Regions from separate parts of the Canis lupus genome. Here region 2 is linked to region 1. Evidence: chromatin contacts called from public Hi-C data. All regions are on one chromosome and are shown on one strand. The core of a region is the stretch at or near the end of the contact, and the rest is flanking DNA. Distances in the headings are between cores, read along the strand shown. Region 1 holds the start of COQ7 (5-demethoxyubiquinone hydroxylase, mitochondrial). Region 2 has its middle 54 kb from the start of SMG1.

Region 1 (4,586 bases), core at 173-2,672:
GGCTCAACAAAAGAACGTTAAAAGTCACGTTTAACAATCCTGAGTTTTGCCTGCATTGTCACACATCTTAAAATTGAGTAAAAATAAAGTTGGGGCTCAGTGCTAAAAGCTCTCAAATGCATTATATCATGTTAGTGCCTTCCCAAAGGGTGAAACACCTAACAATGATGGTACCTAGATTTTGAGCGGTATATCGGAAGATATTAAGTGATTTACGAACATGCATTAAATACACCCATGTAGTAAGAGTTACTTTCTTCTAAATTCCTTTGCAATCTTTTTGATTTCATCAAACAGAATGTCTCAGTTTACAAATACCTTCCTAATACTTGTTTCCAGAGCATTTATTTTTTTGATTACTCTGTTAGGGGCAGGCAATACTGGTTTTCCGTCTTTACCATAAGGATTCCGTTTCCATGAAATTACTGAATTTGAAAACGGAACACCGTCGTAGAAAAAGCACATCTAGTAATCAAAAGTACAAATGGTATTGCTAAAAGGCAAAAAAAGAAAAAAAATCCTTGGGGGGTGGGGGTGACTGGGTGACGGGCACTGAGGGGGGCACTTGACGGGATGAGCACTGGGTGTTATTCTGTATGTTGGCAAATTGAACACCAATAAAAAATAAATTTACAAAAAAATAAATAAATAAAATCTTTAAAAAAAAATCTTTAGGTGGTACACACATGATTTAAATTTGAGAAAAAGACCTCACAACAATTTTCTGGGGCAGCTCTAATGGAAAAAAAAAAAAAAAAGGTTGGAGAAGGACCGGAGATCCTAACCCATCTCCCTAATCCGAATTCTAAGCTTCCTCCACCCCCCTGGTGCTTCTCTAGCTTTAGAGAGCAAGCAAGTCATTCGAGGGTCTTGTTAAAATGCAGACAAGGGGACCCCGTAGGTCAGGGGTGCGACCTTTGAACCTACGCTTCTACCAAGCCCACGCCGCCGGCCGCACGACCGCAACGCGGACTCTGCACTTTCCAGGTCGCCACCTGTCCTCCGCCCGGAACGCCGACCGCCACCGCAAGGACCGCCCAGCACAGGTACACAATGACGTCATCGCCCAACGCGCCGCCCAAGCGTCCCGGCGGAACGCCACGCCCCTCCCGCCCCGCCTATCAGCGCCCTCAGGTTCACGCCTCCGTCGCAGCCGGATGACGTTGACGAACGTCGGCCCCCGTGACCTCTTCGGCCCAGGACACCGACGAATTCCCTGGCCCGCCGATTTCCCGCGCATCCGCGTCCGCGCTCCTCTTTTACCTGTGAGAGGCCGCAGGGTGCCCGCGCGCAGCCGCCACAGGGAGCGGACCGCCGCCCGCGCGGCGCAGCTCATTGTTGCGACAAGGTAACCGCTCCCCGGCGCGGAGCGGGCGAAACGTGTGTTGAGCGCAGACTGATGACGCACAGCAGGCGTCAGAGCGACACTGCCCCCCAGTTGCACCGGTGGGAACGCCCCCTAGGCCGCTACTTCCATTTGATTGGTTGGAAAGGGCAAGTGAGAAGACGGTATTGGATGCGACCACCATCAATCACTCAGGACCACGACGATTGTGTAAGAGACTTGGGTTGCTAGGGAGATGAGGATGCTACATGGCTCTTCCCAAGATCCTGCCCCGATGTAAATTCTGGGGGAAAAGGATCACGAAGGGATTCTTTATTGGCGCAGCCACTGTATTTTTTTTCCATTACTAACATGGAAGGAGAGTTTCCTCTATGTATCCTACATCGACTTTAAAATAGCAGAAATTTTAAAAAGTAGAAATTGCGGAATGAAATTAAATTCACCACATGGTCAGTAGTGTCCGTGGTGGGGCTAACAGCCGATTTAAATTTTGTCGTTTTCTCTAGTTTTAGGGTTCGTACAGAGAACATTGATTTTTTGTTTGTTTTCGCTTTATTCTTGGTATGCATCCGTATCGGTGCAGATGGTTTGGGGTGGTATGCAGGGTAATGGAGAGGAGATCCAGCGACGCGGATCCTAACGTGAATACCCAGTGCGTGCGTGTAGGCTCATCACCTCTAACACATGTGCCATTCTGGTGGAGGATATGGAGAATGGGGGTGGCCATGCATGTGTGGGGGCCAAGAGCGTACCGGCATCTCTACCTTCCTCTCAATTTTGCTGTGATTCTAAAACTAACGAAAAAGTCCTATGAAAATATTTTTATTGGATATTTAAAAAATAACACAAATCCCATGATACAACAGCCCTACTTACTTTAAGGGATCTATCTAATAGGAATAATTTTTCAAATGTAGGATATATGAGAAGGGAAAAAAAATCAAAGATGCATACCTGGGAGGATATATAACAAAGCATTTAATATTGGTAACTTTAAAAGGTTGGGATTGTGAGAAGGGGGCTTTCACTTTCTGCTTTACACCCTTGGATTATATATTTTTTCCAAGTTACTATAAAACATTTAATATATACTATAAAATAATTGAGGTGCTAGTTGCTTTCAAACTACTCTAACAAACTACAATAATTTTATTTATTTATTTGTTTATTTATTTTAACAAACTACAATAATTTTAAATTATGGTGAATTATAGTTTCTTAAACCTAAATTCTTAGTGAAAGTGAGGATGATATAACATTCTCACTTTATACTGAGAGTATAAACCTCTCAAAGGCCTTCAAATGTTTTTTTTTTTTTTTCAAATGTTCTTTCTAAACCTTTGTTGTAATCTCACTTCTAGGTCTCTGCTCCTAAGAAGAAAAAAAAGTTAATAAAAATTTATAGAAGTCACAGTTATTGTCAGGAAAATTTGAAAACAAAATGTTAAGCAGCAAAGGAATGTTAAAAATTATGACCCATCTGGATATTATATTATGTAGCCAATTGAAATGCTTATAAAGAACTTTTGAAAAACACAGTAAGTGAAAAAGAAATGAGAATACCAACATTTTTTTCTTTCTTTTCATCCCATCCTCCCTCCCTCTGTGATATCTTAAAAAGAATTTGGGAATAGGGTGCCTGGGTGGCTCAGTCAGTTAAGCAGCTGCCTTCGGCTCAGGTCATGATCTCAGGGTCCTGGGATTGAGCCCCAGTCTAACTCCCTTAAGTGGGTAGTCTGCTTCTCCCCCCACCCCCACCATTCATGTGGTCTCTCTATCTCTCTAATTAAAAAAAAAAACCAACAAGTATTTTTATAATGAGAAAACAAAATTTCACAAAGAAAAAGCATATTAGTCCCTAACTCCATTCTCAAAAATAAAAGTAAATATATGTTTTATTTTCCATTTAAAGATAAGGAAATTTTATCCGAGAAAGGTGAAGACACCTGTACAAAATTATACAATTAAGTAGCAAAGCCATGCCAGGTCCCAAGCACCCTATGCATTGGAGAGAAAATACACCAGATGGAATTTACTAATAAAGTCATACCGTATGTAAAGAAGACACATTCAGAAGTCCTATCTTCCCAGGGATTAGACCTTGCAGCTCCACTCTGGCAAAACCCATACCTTTTTCCATCATTATTTACTCATGAGTAGCTGCAATCAGATATTGCCACTTAAGAGTTAATGCAAACTAAAAACTTGCCTAATTGACTTCTGCTCTTCACTGGGATGAGAATATTTTGTGATTTCAAGAATATGGAATCCTGCTTTGATAGAGAACAAGAACCTGTTCTTTAGGAGAAAAAGGCAGAACAGAGAAATAGAGACATGCTTGCAGGGACTTTTAAGATTCCAGCTCCTCGAGTTTGTAACAGGATGATGGATGGGGATCAGTGTTGGTGAGCTGAACCAAGTATCTAGCCTAGCAAGGAGCTAACCCTTGGGGCACCTGGGTGGCTCAGTGGTTGAGCATCTGCCTTCAGCTCAGGTCGTGATCCTGGGGCCCTTGGATCGAGTCCTGCATTGGGGTCCCTGCATGGAGCCTGATTCTCCCTCTGCCTGTGTCTCTGCCTCTCGCTGTGTCTCTCATGAATAAATAAAATCTTAAAAAAAAAAAAGGAGCTAACCCTTATGGAAGTATACCCTGATACGGTGGAATGCTGTGTAGCTATTAAAAAGAATGAAGTGACTATTTATATGGAAAGATCTTTAAGATGCTATAAGAAAAAAAAAAAGAGAAGCTCAAAAATATATACTTCATATATTCAACCACATACATGGATCTATTTGAATATGTATTATAATTTTCTGGGAGAATAAACATTAGCAGTGGCTCCCTCTAAGGAGATAGGGGGTGGGAAGGGGAGTGCTTGAAATAATTTATATCTTTTCTCTCTTTTTTTTTAAAGATTTTATTTATTTATTCATGAGAGACAGAAAGGCAGAGACATAGGCAGAAGGAGAAGCAGGCTCCCTGCAGGGAGCCCGATCAGGGATTTGATCCCAGGACCCCAGGATCATGACAGGAGCCAAAGGCAGATGTTCAACTACTGAGCCACCCAGGCGCCCCAACCTATGTCTTTTTAGTATAAAACACACATAGACTCCTCCTTGGAGTCAAGGAGTCTTAAAAGCACTCATCTGGTGATTGCATTAAATAGTTCTGTGATTTTAGGAAGAGGCAAAGAGCAACTTTACAAACTGTTACAGTTTTCCATGATCGCTTGATTGCGAT
Region 2 (4,314 bases), core at 226-2,725, 240 kb before region 1:
TTGCGGACATTTGGGTGTTCCTATCTTTTGGTGTCTGGGACATAGGGCAGGGTTTTTGTTTTTTGTTTTTGTCTACCCCTCCCCCCCTTTTTTTCCCCAGGGCCTAGAATGGAGGAAGGAAAGGTGGGCCAGGTGTTACTAATTTCCATCCTCCCTGATACTAATAGGCATTGCTAAAAGACTTGTAGATCTGAGATCAAAAGAATGAATGACCAGAGAAGCAATTATGGTAGAAGGCACTGTAAGGGAGGAAGGGAGGAACCAGAGAAAAGCTTTCTATTTTCTGCCTTTTGAACTTGAAGAAATGAATCATGATGGCCACAGAGAGACATTTATATGCCTAATTCTCAGGAAGGAGGTTATTTATTAACTGACAACAAAGGCAAAACGATGCATTAAGATGTTGGGAGATTCACAGTAAATCAAAAATAGATGGAGAAGGCAGATCCTACCCAGGGGTCGAGCTCCAGGGAGAAAGTCATTGGAATCCAATTGTTTCCCCCACAGAGGACTTCATTAAATTGCTGAAATTACCAGGAGCCTATTGCAAAAAAAAAAAAAAGAAAGAAAGAAAGAGCGAAGGGAGTAATTTCTCTTTAATTGTTCATGCAATTTGGAAGAAATTAAATTGCAATTACGTCGTTTACTTATGAGGAGACCGAGTGTGAACACCCTGTGGGGACCCCTATCAGCCTTTTGAAAACAAATGGTTTTTTTGCTCAGGAATAGTTCCCTGGGGGCCTCCCGGGTCCTCGGCGGGTTGGGCTACTCTGGCGCGCCCTCTCCTGGCCACGTGCGGAAGGACGGACAATTGCCCTCCTGTTCCCTATCACAAGCAGGAACGGTCCATTTCAGTTGCACAAGGTAGGTGTGCAAATTCATTCACACTCAAACCGGAAAGTCTATCTCAGCATGTGCCACTTGGGGTGCAGGGAGGGCTGTCTAGGTCATCCCACGTTAAACATGGTCATTATAAATTAATTATGAAAAAAAAATAAATTAATTATGATTATGGTTACACTCTCAAGTAGTTCTGAATTATCTGAGTAGGAAAAGTCAGTTTCCCCCCACGTGCTTTCGCACATCCTAGGTGGGATCGCTTGGGTATTTCATAAAATTCCAGAATTTTCCATTTTCCTATATGCATATACAAGCATGTCACCATCTCCCCCTCCCCCAATTGGGATCACAATTTTATGTGCGGCTTGGCACTTTGCTTCTTCCTCAAGCCCCCCTCCCCCTTTTTAAAATATTTTATTTATTTATTCATGAGAGACACACAGAGAGAGGCAGAGACATAGGCAGAGGAAGGAGCAGGCTCCATGCAGGGAGCCCGATGCAGGCCTCGATCCCAGGACCCTGGGATCATGACCTGAGCCAAAGGCAGATGCTCAAGCACTGAGCCACCCAGGTGCCCCTGCTATTTTTTTTAACGGAAGCTCTTTGCCCAAGTTGGGGCTTGCACTAAGGATATGGAGATCAAGAGCCAGACCGGTGCCCCTGCTATTTCTTTTTAATTACAATAGTGCAGCAGCAAATATCCTTGTATATTTACATGTTTTTGCAGGCCCCCATCTGGGCACATTGCTATGTAAATGATAAAGTGGCCATTGAGGACGGTGCTAGAATAAGATGTTCATTTCTATCTTTTTTTTTTTTTTTTTTGGAAGTCTGGGGTTAGAATCGTGCGCGAGAGGTTTGAGAACCCAGTGCTCTTCGACCTTCCTATTTCGAATTCTCCACCACAGCGGCCACTTTACGATCCCAACCTGGAAACTGCGCGCAATCATCTGGTCACATATGATAGGTCGGGACGTGGTCACGTGACCACGCCGGCGGCAAAGGAGGCCGGGAAATGTAGTCTTTCTTTTGGATGACCATGTGGTCAGGAAGGAAGAAGGCTGGAGAGGAGTTATAAGGGGCGAGTAGCCCTCCCGGATCAGCAGCGATAAGGGGGAGCGAGATGAGGCTCCAAAATCAAGAGCTCTCCTTGAGGCGGACGTAACAGGATTTGGTGATTGAATGAATGAGAGGGATGAGAAAAGGGGAAGTAGCTTAGATGACAGCAGGGTTTCTTGTGCTTTAGGGAAACACCCCACCCCAGCGTGTTTTGTGCAGTATCTCCTGCAGCCACCGATCCCTGCCTGTCCTTCCCCCAGAAAATACAAAATCCCTGGTGGTTCTTTTCTTTTACCCAGCTCATTCGGGCTGCTCTCCACCCCCAAATGTACTGCCAGCTGCTGTTTACTTAGGAGATGAAAACTAATTTCGGTTTTAGCTTTAGCATAACCTAATCTCGAAGCAAATCAGCTGCTGCTGCCCAAGAATGAGGGACTTCAGAGTGAAATAGAAATGACTTCTGACTTACAGGGCTCCATGAAGTTATGCCACTGCACAATGCTACTGTGGAGTTAAAAATACTTCCAAAAAATATATATATACTTCCAAAAAGAAAAAAAAAAAGAAAGAAAAGAAAGGAAAGGAAAGAGGAAAGAAAGAAAAGAAAAAAGAAAAGAGAAAAAAGGAAAGGAAAGGAAAGAGGGAAGGGGAGTAGAGGGGAGGAAAAAGAAAAGCTTCCTCTGTAAATTCTGAAAACACCACGTTCAGTATATTTTTCTTCTCTATCCGGGATACCCTTCCTTCCACTCTGCCTCAATATCATCTTTTTTTTTTTTTTTAATATATTTTATTTATCTATTTATTCATGAAACAGAGAGAGGCAGAGGCACAGGCAGAGGGAGAAGCAGACTCCACGCAGGGACTCAATCCCAGGACTCCAGGATCACGCCCTGGGCCAAAGGCAGGCGCTAAACCGCTGAGCCACCCAGGGATTCCCTGCCTCAATATCATCTTATCAGTGACAAGTGGTTGATCTCCCCTTGAGCCCCCCCCCCCCGCCCCCCCACGTCAACCTCCTCAGAGTCACTGTTCTCTTTACCACTTTTGTCTTCAGCGCAGCACCTTATTTACAGTCTGACAAATAATAGGTTTACTTGGCAGGTGTTTTTTTTTTTTATATGTCCTCACCCCTTTAGAATATTGCAAGCTCCATGAGGGCACCGACTTGCACGTTCTGGTCACTGCTCTCTCTGGTGCCTAGAACAGTGGAATACCTTGCATCTCTTTGCATAAAGGCCAGTGCTGGCAAAGGTGGAAGGTATGGGAAATGGACCCTTCAGATAAACTGCTAGTGGCAAAGTTGTTCAGGACCAATTTTCTGGAAAGCAATTTAGCCCGACTCTTATTCTATATGTTTATCTTAAAATATAATCAGTGACACAAATATTTAGAATATGGGTTGTCAAACCTTCTCTTTTTTAAAAGATTTTGTTTATTTGACACAGAGACAGAGAAAGAGAGAAGGCATAAGCAAGTAGGGGGAGAAGCTGGCTTTCTGCTGAGCAGGGAGCCCGAGGTGGGGCTCAACCCCAGTACCCTGGGATCCTGTGCTCAGCTGAAGGCAGACGCTTAACCAACTGAGCCACCCAAGTGCCCTCAACGTTTTCTGTAAAGAACCAGATTGTACATATTTGTGGCTCTGTAGGACATACAGTCTCTGTCACAACTACTCAACTCTGCAGAGAGTAGCCTTAGGCAATATGTAAATGAATGCATGTGGCCGTGTTCCAATAAAACTTTATTTACAAAAATAGATGGTGGGCCAGATTTGGCTTGCAAAGCTATAGTTTGCTGATTTAGATTTAGAACAAAATGTCATTCATAATGGCATATATTGAGAATATCTGAAATATTCAACACTTGGGAATTAAATTATACTACATCCATAATGTGAAAATAATGTAGTCATTAGAAATGGCGTTTTCAAAGAAATCATAATGAACTAGGGATGTGTTTAGAGAAAATCATGTAGATGAGGTTAGTTCAGCCATTAAGTACCAGCTTAAACTCTGGAGTCAAAGAAATCTAAGCTTGATTCCAAACTTGGGCACTTCCTGGCAGTTTGACCTTGGGCAAATTGCTTCATTTTTGATAAACCTTAGTTTTTTTCATTTGAAAATTGGAGACAAGAAATTACCTATCTTCTAAGATTGTTGAGACATAATACTACATACAGCATATTCCTTGGCATACAAAAAGTGCTTAGGGGTGTCTGAGTGGCTCAGTCAGTTAGGTGGCCCACTCTTGATTTTGGCTCAGGTCATGATCTCAGGGTCCTGGAATCGAGTCCTGTCTCAGGCTCCACACTCAGCAGGGAGTTGCTTGGGATTCTCTCTCTTCCTGTGCCCCTCCCCCTGCTTATGCTCTCTCTCAAACTCTCTGTCTCATAAATAAATAAATAAATAAATAAATAAA

The links. A called contact is a pair of places that touch in the nucleus more often than the background predicts.
Region 2: a Hi-C map of skin fibroblasts shows a contact between it and region 1, with 3 times the contacts expected there. The contact joins the enhancer-like site here to the promoter of COQ7 in region 1. A contact is called at or near these places in 5 of 9 Hi-C or Micro-C datasets (amygdala, blood and skin fibroblasts).

What each region holds. Positions count from the first base shown.
Region 1 is chr6:26,148,593-26,153,178 of UU_Cfam_GSD_1.0, reverse strand. It overlaps COQ7 (5-demethoxyubiquinone hydroxylase, mitochondrial), which reads right to left and starts at 1,422. Exons shown (of 6, transcript XM_038540239.1): 1 at 1,264-1,422. The coding sequence starts at 1,336. The region is part of intron 16 of TMC7 (transmembrane channel-like protein 7); the gene reads right to left.
Region 2 is chr6:26,387,117-26,391,430 of UU_Cfam_GSD_1.0, reverse strand. No RefSeq gene overlaps it. Among named protein-coding and RNA genes, the nearest start is that of SMG1, 54 kb to the left of the region's middle. Within about 2 kb of position 1,475, at least 8 of the 20 cell types and tissues checked have an H3K27ac peak or open chromatin away from gene starts, as enhancers often do. A contact at or near this core is called in blood, where this site is marked.